2 separate regions of the Sus scrofa genome follow, and region 2 is linked to region 1. A link is a contact called in public HiChIP or PLAC-seq data. All regions are on one chromosome and are shown on one strand. The core of a region is the stretch at or near the end of the contact, and the rest is flanking DNA. Distances in the headings are between cores, read along the strand shown. Region 1 holds the start of SNX14 (sorting nexin-14). Region 2 has its middle 35 kb from the start of SYNCRIP.

The links. HiChIP or PLAC-seq counts read pairs in DNA pulled down with a chosen protein or histone mark.
Region 2: a contact with region 1 is called in an H3K27ac HiChIP or PLAC-seq map of skeletal muscle. The contact joins the enhancer-like site here to the promoter of SNX14 in region 1. A contact is called at or near these places in 2 of 5 promoter capture datasets (fetal liver and liver), 9 of 47 Hi-C or Micro-C datasets (brain, embryonic fibroblasts, fetal heart ventricle and 3 more) and 2 of 2 datasets of contacts at active chromatin or transcription factors (alveolar macrophages and skeletal muscle).

The regions. Positions count from the first base shown.
Region 1 is chr1:54,545,193-54,548,789 of Sscrofa11.1, reverse strand. SNX14 (sorting nexin-14) reads left to right here and starts at 1,586. Exons shown (of 31, transcript XM_001927319.7): 1 at 1,586-1,902. The coding sequence starts at 1,763.
Region 2 is chr1:54,631,192-54,634,788 of Sscrofa11.1, reverse strand. No RefSeq gene overlaps it. Among named protein-coding and RNA genes, the nearest start is that of SYNCRIP, 35 kb to the right of the region's middle. Within about 2 kb of position 1,583, at least 74 of the 83 cell types and tissues checked have an H3K27ac peak or open chromatin away from gene starts, as enhancers often do. A contact at or near this core is called in alveolar macrophages, brain, embryonic fibroblasts and 2 more, where this site is marked.

The sequences.
Region 1 (3,597 bases), core at 337-2,836:
TAAAGTAACTTACCCAATTATAAAGTAATCAAGTCCACAGTAGGCACTTGATACATGTAGATTCATTCAACTTACACCTTTATTTATACTTCAATATAGCCCCTAAATAAGGGGCTATAAGTAGTTCAAAGACACTTAAAAAGAAAGGCTGAAAAGTGAAATTCATGTTTAATTATGTATCTCAAAATATTAAAGAAAACTACCAAGCTTTCCAATGATATTGTTAGTCTACAGTACATTTATGATGTTTAAACAATACCTAAGGATGAGGATCAGTGAAATGGATACCTTAAATACCATTGTGGAACTAGTAAACCATTCTGGGAAGAAATTTGTCAGTATGTATCATGTTCCTATTCTTTGATCCAGCAGTCGTTATTGATATTGACCCTAAAGTCATAATTATAAACGAGTATAGATGTGTGATTAAGGGTGGTAACGATAATATCAAAGATATAAAAAAATTAGCATTAACAGAATAAAGGATGGTACATTCTGAAGGAAAATAATGCAAAGAAATGACCCATGTATTCAGTATAATAACATGGGAAAATACTCAACTGCCATACACCATGATTTTTATGTTTAAAAAAAATCATTTCTGAACATGTCTGTCTCCGCACTTTAGAGGATAAGATACTAAGAAAGAGAAAAGACAGGCAGCATGAAAACTGGCTCTGGCTTCAAATCCCTGTTTCGCTAGCTCTGATTCTGAGCAAAGTTCCTCTCTGCCTCACTAACGTCGGTAATCTAGCTGTAAGATGGGGGAAACCAGAGTACCTATATCATGAAGTGAATGTGTGGACGTTAAAGTACTTAGCGCGCCGCCTAAATAAATTTTACTTATTACGACGTCTTTCTGTATCTGTCAGAGTAGTGGAGAATACAGAAATTAAAATTTAGAAATGTGCTAACTTAGTAAAGCGAGAAGCCCCACCAGACTGCAAACGGTATTTAACCTAACCTGCCAACGCGCCTCAGCAAATACTTGGATTTTGGTTAGGGCCGCGGGACTGTGGTGAGCTGAGGTCTACCTCGCCTTTGGACGCGTAAAAGATGTTCTCGCCACCGAGTGGCGGCCAGGTGGGTTCGACTTTTCCCTGTTCCAGGGTGGTTTTACTCACCCGCGCGCGGCCCGTGCAAAACAGGGACTGAGAGGTGTTTCCCCCCCGCCCCCACCTTGGGCGTCTTGCAAAGCTTGGACCTGTCCCCAAGCCGAGCTGAGCCTATAGAGAAGAGGCGTGGAGAGCGGTGGCGGAGCTCACGTCACAAAGACTACAGTCCCCAGTGGGCCCCGCGAGCTCGAGGAGTCCTGCAGGCAGGATCCGGTGGCCGCGGGGTCTGCAGTTTCTCCTATGCTCGGGCACAGCCTTCCGCCTCTTCTCTGCAACACAGGCAATTACTGGGTGCTGCAGCTTCCCCCCGATTTCCAAAAAGGTGCAGTCGCTGGCGAAAGGGGCCATCCACCCAGGGCTGCGCGGCTCTGACCCAGAGAGCTAACCCGCAAACCGACCCGCCTTGCGCGGGGTGACGAAAGACACGTCGTACGGCGGCCTGCCCGGCCGCGGGGGGCGTGGCCGCGCACGCGCGACGGCGCCCTCGGGCGGGGCTTTGGGCGGCTGCAGCCCGCTGACCGTCCGCCGGTCGCCGGCTCTCCGGGTCCGCCGCAGGGCTTGGAGGGGCGGCGTCGTGGGTGGTTGATGGGGGGGTCCCCTCAACCTCAACCTCAGTCTGTAGTGCAGCCTCAGATACGCCGACGGAGATGGCGCCCTGGATGCGGACGATGGGGGAGAAGCTGAAGCAGCGGTTGAGGCTGGACGTGGGACGCGAGATTTGTCGCCAGTACCCACTGTTCTGCTTCCTGCTGCTGTGCCTCAGCGCCGCCTCCCTGCTCCTCAACAGGTAACGCGGCAGCGCAAGCTAGCTGGGTGGCGGGCAGCTTTCCTCCGAAACTGCGGACTCAGGCCCTGTTGCTTCGCAGTGCGGAGACTGTGGGGCTGCGCAGCTGCGGGAAGTGGGGCGGGCTGCGGGGCCTCTGGGGAGAGAGCGGCCTTGGGGAGCCTGGCTGGGCGCTGGTGCCCGGAAGTGCGGTGGGGCCTGGGCTCAAGGGACCCCTTTTCTAAGGCCTCCCCTCTTCAGCCATCCGGCCCCTATTCTTACCTTCTTTTCACCCATTTCTTAAAAGCTGGGCCTCCAGCATCGATGCTTTTCAGAAGCATGAATCTGTCGGTCGCCGAATTGAGGCCATGAGGGGGCGGTGCCGCCAGCTGATGGAGGAGAGTACAGGGTTCCTTCGCAGTGGAAGTTTTAGACTGACTCTCCTTGCTCTCCCCGCGCGCGCACGCCCACCCACCCACATTGGAGATCACCACCGAGGTTTTCCCCAGTGTTATTGGTTACAATGCACCGTCATAAAGATTTGTTGTATCGAAGAGCGCGAAATAGTAGTAGCATCTCTAGAATATTCCTAAAGGGAAGACTGAGGTTAAAATTGCTAATTTAGTTGACATTTTGAAAGCGCAAGATTCTGCCTCTGAAATAAACTGGTCGATTTCCTTCATTTTGGTGTTTTTAGTAACGGTAGCGATGAAATAGGTGGTAGAGGAGACGTGTTCCTTCAGAATTATTTCCACATTTGCTCTTGGTGGTTAAGAAATCTGAGACAGTTAGTTGTCAGCGACAGCACCTGCACGATGTTTTTCAGATTTCGAACGGCAGCCATCCTTACTCTTTATCTGGACTTAGTTGATCCCCCAAGGTTGGGAACGGGGAAGCATTCACAAGAAATATGGTAATTTTGCTCTGGGATAACCATTTCCTGTTCCTGTGTGGAAGTTGGGTTTCTTCCCCGGCCTCTTCGCTTTCTTTCTTTTCTTTTTTTCCGCCATTTAGCCCGTGGCATAATGGAAGTTTCCAGGCTACGGTCGAAATGGAGCTGCAGCTGCCGGCCTGCACCACAGCCACAGCAACGCGGGATTCCAGCCGTGCCTGCAACCTACACCGCAGCTCATGGCAACGCCGGATCCTTTAACCCACTGAGCGAGGCCCGGGATGGAACCCGCCTCCTCATGGTTACCAGTCGGGTTTGTTACCACTGAGCCATGTCGGGAACTCCCCGCTTTACTTTCATGTTGTTTCTGGGTTTATATAGTACTGGATTTAAAGAGCGATTATTGATATTTTACTGGAAAATGTAGTTTGTGATGGTAAAATGTTTGATTTTAAGGGTGTGGAAGGCGTGGTGGAATTAGAATAGAAACTATTAAGTCCTTAACCAGTTTTGTCATCTGGAAGGCATTTCACGCCGGATTAGCAGGTTTAGTACGAAAGACATGTAAACTTTATAGGATTGTTACCTTTTGTTCAGGGATTCTTATCCATCTTCTTTGGGAGCTGGATCAGTCTAGGTCTCCAGGGTAGCACAGCTGTGTGGGAGCAGGTTGAACTAAATTTCTGAGGTCACCTGCTTAATTATAGCATCCAGTGTTATGTGTTGTTAAGGAGTCATGGGATAGCGTCAGATCTGTATAACATCTGGTCTCTGTACCCTGTATTTGTATTATGCAAAGAAAGAAGGAAATCACACATAAGTGCTAT
Region 2 (3,597 bases), core at 334-2,833, 86 kb before region 1:
ATTCCACCAATAGTTACCGACAATCACCTTAAGGCAGAACAATAAAGAGCGGTGCACCAAGCGAGGACAATAAACAAACGCACACGTCCATAATAATGAGTAGTAAGTGCTATGAAGACGTGAATTTTCAAATGCTGAAATGTTCAAATGCTTGTTCCCATGTGCGCATATATGTACACATATTTATCCACACACACTAATTAATGCAACCGTTGCTACTGAATTAATGTATCGTTTGGATAAAGTATTCTAGGAAATTTCTCAAATTACTCTTTCTCCTGCATTCATGATAACGAATTTAGTATGATAAAAGAAGTTAAATAGCAAAGCTTTTGGTTGTATGGATTTAGGAAAATCGCTTAGCTACTTCAGGCGTCAGTTTAGTTCTCTGGCAAACGGAGGATTTACCTCTCGGGTCTGCTAATCTCTGTGCTGATCAGAGCGTAACAGCAGCGCCGGGCACCCGGGCACCCGGCAGCGTGGGGGTGGGGCGGGCCCCGACAGACCGCAGCTCGACCGCTTGCAGCGCAGCCGGCCGGCTCTCCAGAAAGGCAGCCTTCTCACTGTGGACGGGAGGAGAAACGCGGCGCTATCGCCAACTATTTCCAACTGAGCAGTTCGGCCCTCCAATTTCTCTTTACGGGCGTGCAGCGATTCCTGAGCGTCAGTTCCCCCAAGGCGTCTGCCAACCAGCTAGCGCGACTTCTCGAATGGGTCACAGACTGGGCCGTCCCGCGCCGCAAAACTCTAGTCCACTCCTGACCCCGAGCCGCCCCATCCGCCCGGGGCGTACTTGGCTCGAGCTAGGCGGCAGCTTCGCCTCCAAAGGCGACTGTTCGTTTGAATTCTGGCGCCACTCCCGCGCCACGTAGAGCCAGACGAGGAAGCTACTAAGCGCGGCGCGCGCGGGCGCGCGCCGGGGACTGAGCGTGCGCGCCGCAGAAGGACGGCGCGCGCACCACGCCCCGAAACGAGCCCACGAAAGAAAAGAGCCCCCTGGCGCGCTCTCGCTCACTAGGTCAGAAACCGGCCACGCCCCCGTGCTCTCCCGCATCCAATAGATGCGAGAGGGAGGAGCGGCCTCGCTCTGGCTAGGGAGAGACTATATAGGGAACTGCTGGATGCGTGGGTCGGTCTTTTACGTCGGGACTCAAGGGTTTGTTAGGTTGTGCTAGGTAAGTAGGCGCCGCGGGCGGTTGTCCGAGCGAACCTGGGTGGCGCAGTTTAGGTTGTGGGGCTGCAGTACGGTTGAAGAGGCTTCAGAAATTTGAACTTAAGAGTGCTGTGTTGAAAACTTGCACGTGGGAAACATGCCACCAGACCGCCACGTGTCCATAGTCGTGGTGGTGGCCGGCTTCGAGTTTATGCGTGCGGAGGCCGCCTCTGGTGGCCGCGGCGTTGCGCGCGGCCTTGTTGCTAAGCCCGGGGAGCTAGCTGGCTCAACTTAAACGACTGCCGGAAAGCAACCATATCCCTGGGATTTGGGGCTAGGGGTTAGTGTTGACGTTAAGAGCAAAACGCCTTGTTGATAGGGTGTCCGTCCCACCACCAGATCCAACGGAGATTTCAAGATCCGCAGCCCCTAACTACGTGGGGCTGAGCTGTATTGTCCCCAGGCGGCGCTGTGTGCAAATCGTATTGAAGGAGAGGATTTTAGTGCTGAAATTCTCCGAGACTACTTAATTTTAAATATATTGATTTGCCCCGCAGGAGCGATGGCTCTCGGTGTAACGGAGCTCTTAAGTGAAGATGCTGAGGTAAGTATTGTTGAACTTAGTTTTTAGAACTGAGAAAGTAAACCTCTTGTTGACAGGAGAAGCGGTGGTACACTATTTGAAATGGTACGTTTTTTTTTTTTTTTTTAGAGGAAAAGGAAGAGTGCAAAACATAGGGGAGAATGTTTGCTGGAAAACGACATGGTTAAAACCTAATGATCTTAGCAGGTATGTGTTTAACTAGTATTTTGAGTCTGCATATGCTTTTTCCATAGACAGGTTAAATGAGTTTTGGGTTTTTTTTCTTGTGCTCAAAACAGCATCCTGCAGGTTGTTGATTGCTAATGAAGTTATGGATATCTCTGATGGCAGCGTCATTCTGAAGTAAGTTATGTGGCTTACAACATCTATAGTATTTCTAACGTACTTTTAATGTTGCTTTGGTTTATGGTAAATCACTGGTAGTGCTTTGGTCTGATCAATGATGAAACCTATCCCGAAGCTGATTACCTGAAGAAAAAAAAGCACATACGGATTCGGCTTCTGAGATAAGACCAATGTGCAGATGTGAAGTTATTGGTGCCTGGATTTTATAATTTGAGAAGTTTGTTACATTGTGTCTTTTTTTTTTTTTCCCCTCTGCCAACAGTGAGGGGTCGCTGTCTGCCTATTGAAAGAGGCCAGATTGCTGTGAAGTTCCTGAGATATTTCTGTGAGTAGACATACTTTTCTTGACAGTCAACATTATGTCCTTGGTCTGTCTATGATGATCCTATCCCGAACCTGAATTTCTGTTGAAAAACCTTATACGGATCTGGCTTCTGAGATAGACCATTATAAGGACAATAAATAGTACTTTGTGAAATACTTTCTTCTTTTTTTTTTTTTTTTTAAGTTTTCTTTATGTTTATAGTCTTGTAAAGCTAAAGTGTTTTTCCTTTTCTAGGGCTAATGCCACAAGATTTACCGGTATGTCGTGTAAAAAACTAAGGAAAAGCTCTTCATTTTATGGATATGGAAAGAAAAATCAAGATGGATTATATTTTTTTTAATTATCCAGTCTTTAATTAGTTAAGTAAAACTAGTTAAACTTTTTAAAATCAATTTTGAATGAATACCCTTTGGTTACAAGCTGTTTGAATGTAAAATGCGTCATGGTGATTATAGCCAAATGAAGGTTTTTACTATTATAGAAAGTTATTAAGATGAGAGCAGAGTGGACAGAACATATTCCTGGGATTGGGCTGGAAAGAAAGCCCACCATCAATAATCATTACTGGCTGAATTATGGAATATTTAGTCTTAGTGTAACAGTATTGTGTATTTATTTATGGTATTAAGGTGTTTATTCTGAAAACGAAGAAAGCACAATATAGCAAGTCATGAGGAAGGTCACTGATGAAATGTAGTTTAAAATTGTACAGACATCCTGAATGAATTTAAGTGTTAAGTAATTAATACCATCTGATGTAACCAAGGTGGTTGGGCCCCATGCATAATCATTTTCCCTAAATAGCTACATGAATAAATTTTTCCCAATCCAAGTAAGAATGCCAATATTTATAGTCATCATTAATAAACCTAAAATTTCCTTAGTGAAAATTTGGATCCCACGCATGCAGCTCAGGGAGAGGTTTATGAAACTGATAAGGCTGTAGTTGAATACTTTCCCAAGTATCAAAACAGTATACAAAATAGCATCTCTGGGAATGTTTCCTTGGCAGCCATAAACTACCCATGTGTTGCATTTATTACATGTATTTAACATTGCAGTCTACGCTCTTATGACTGATCTCCCTTACCCTGCTTTATTTGGAATATATATTCTAGAAGACCTGTTTCAAACACAGACATCCTAAGTACATAGAAACCTTAAATATCT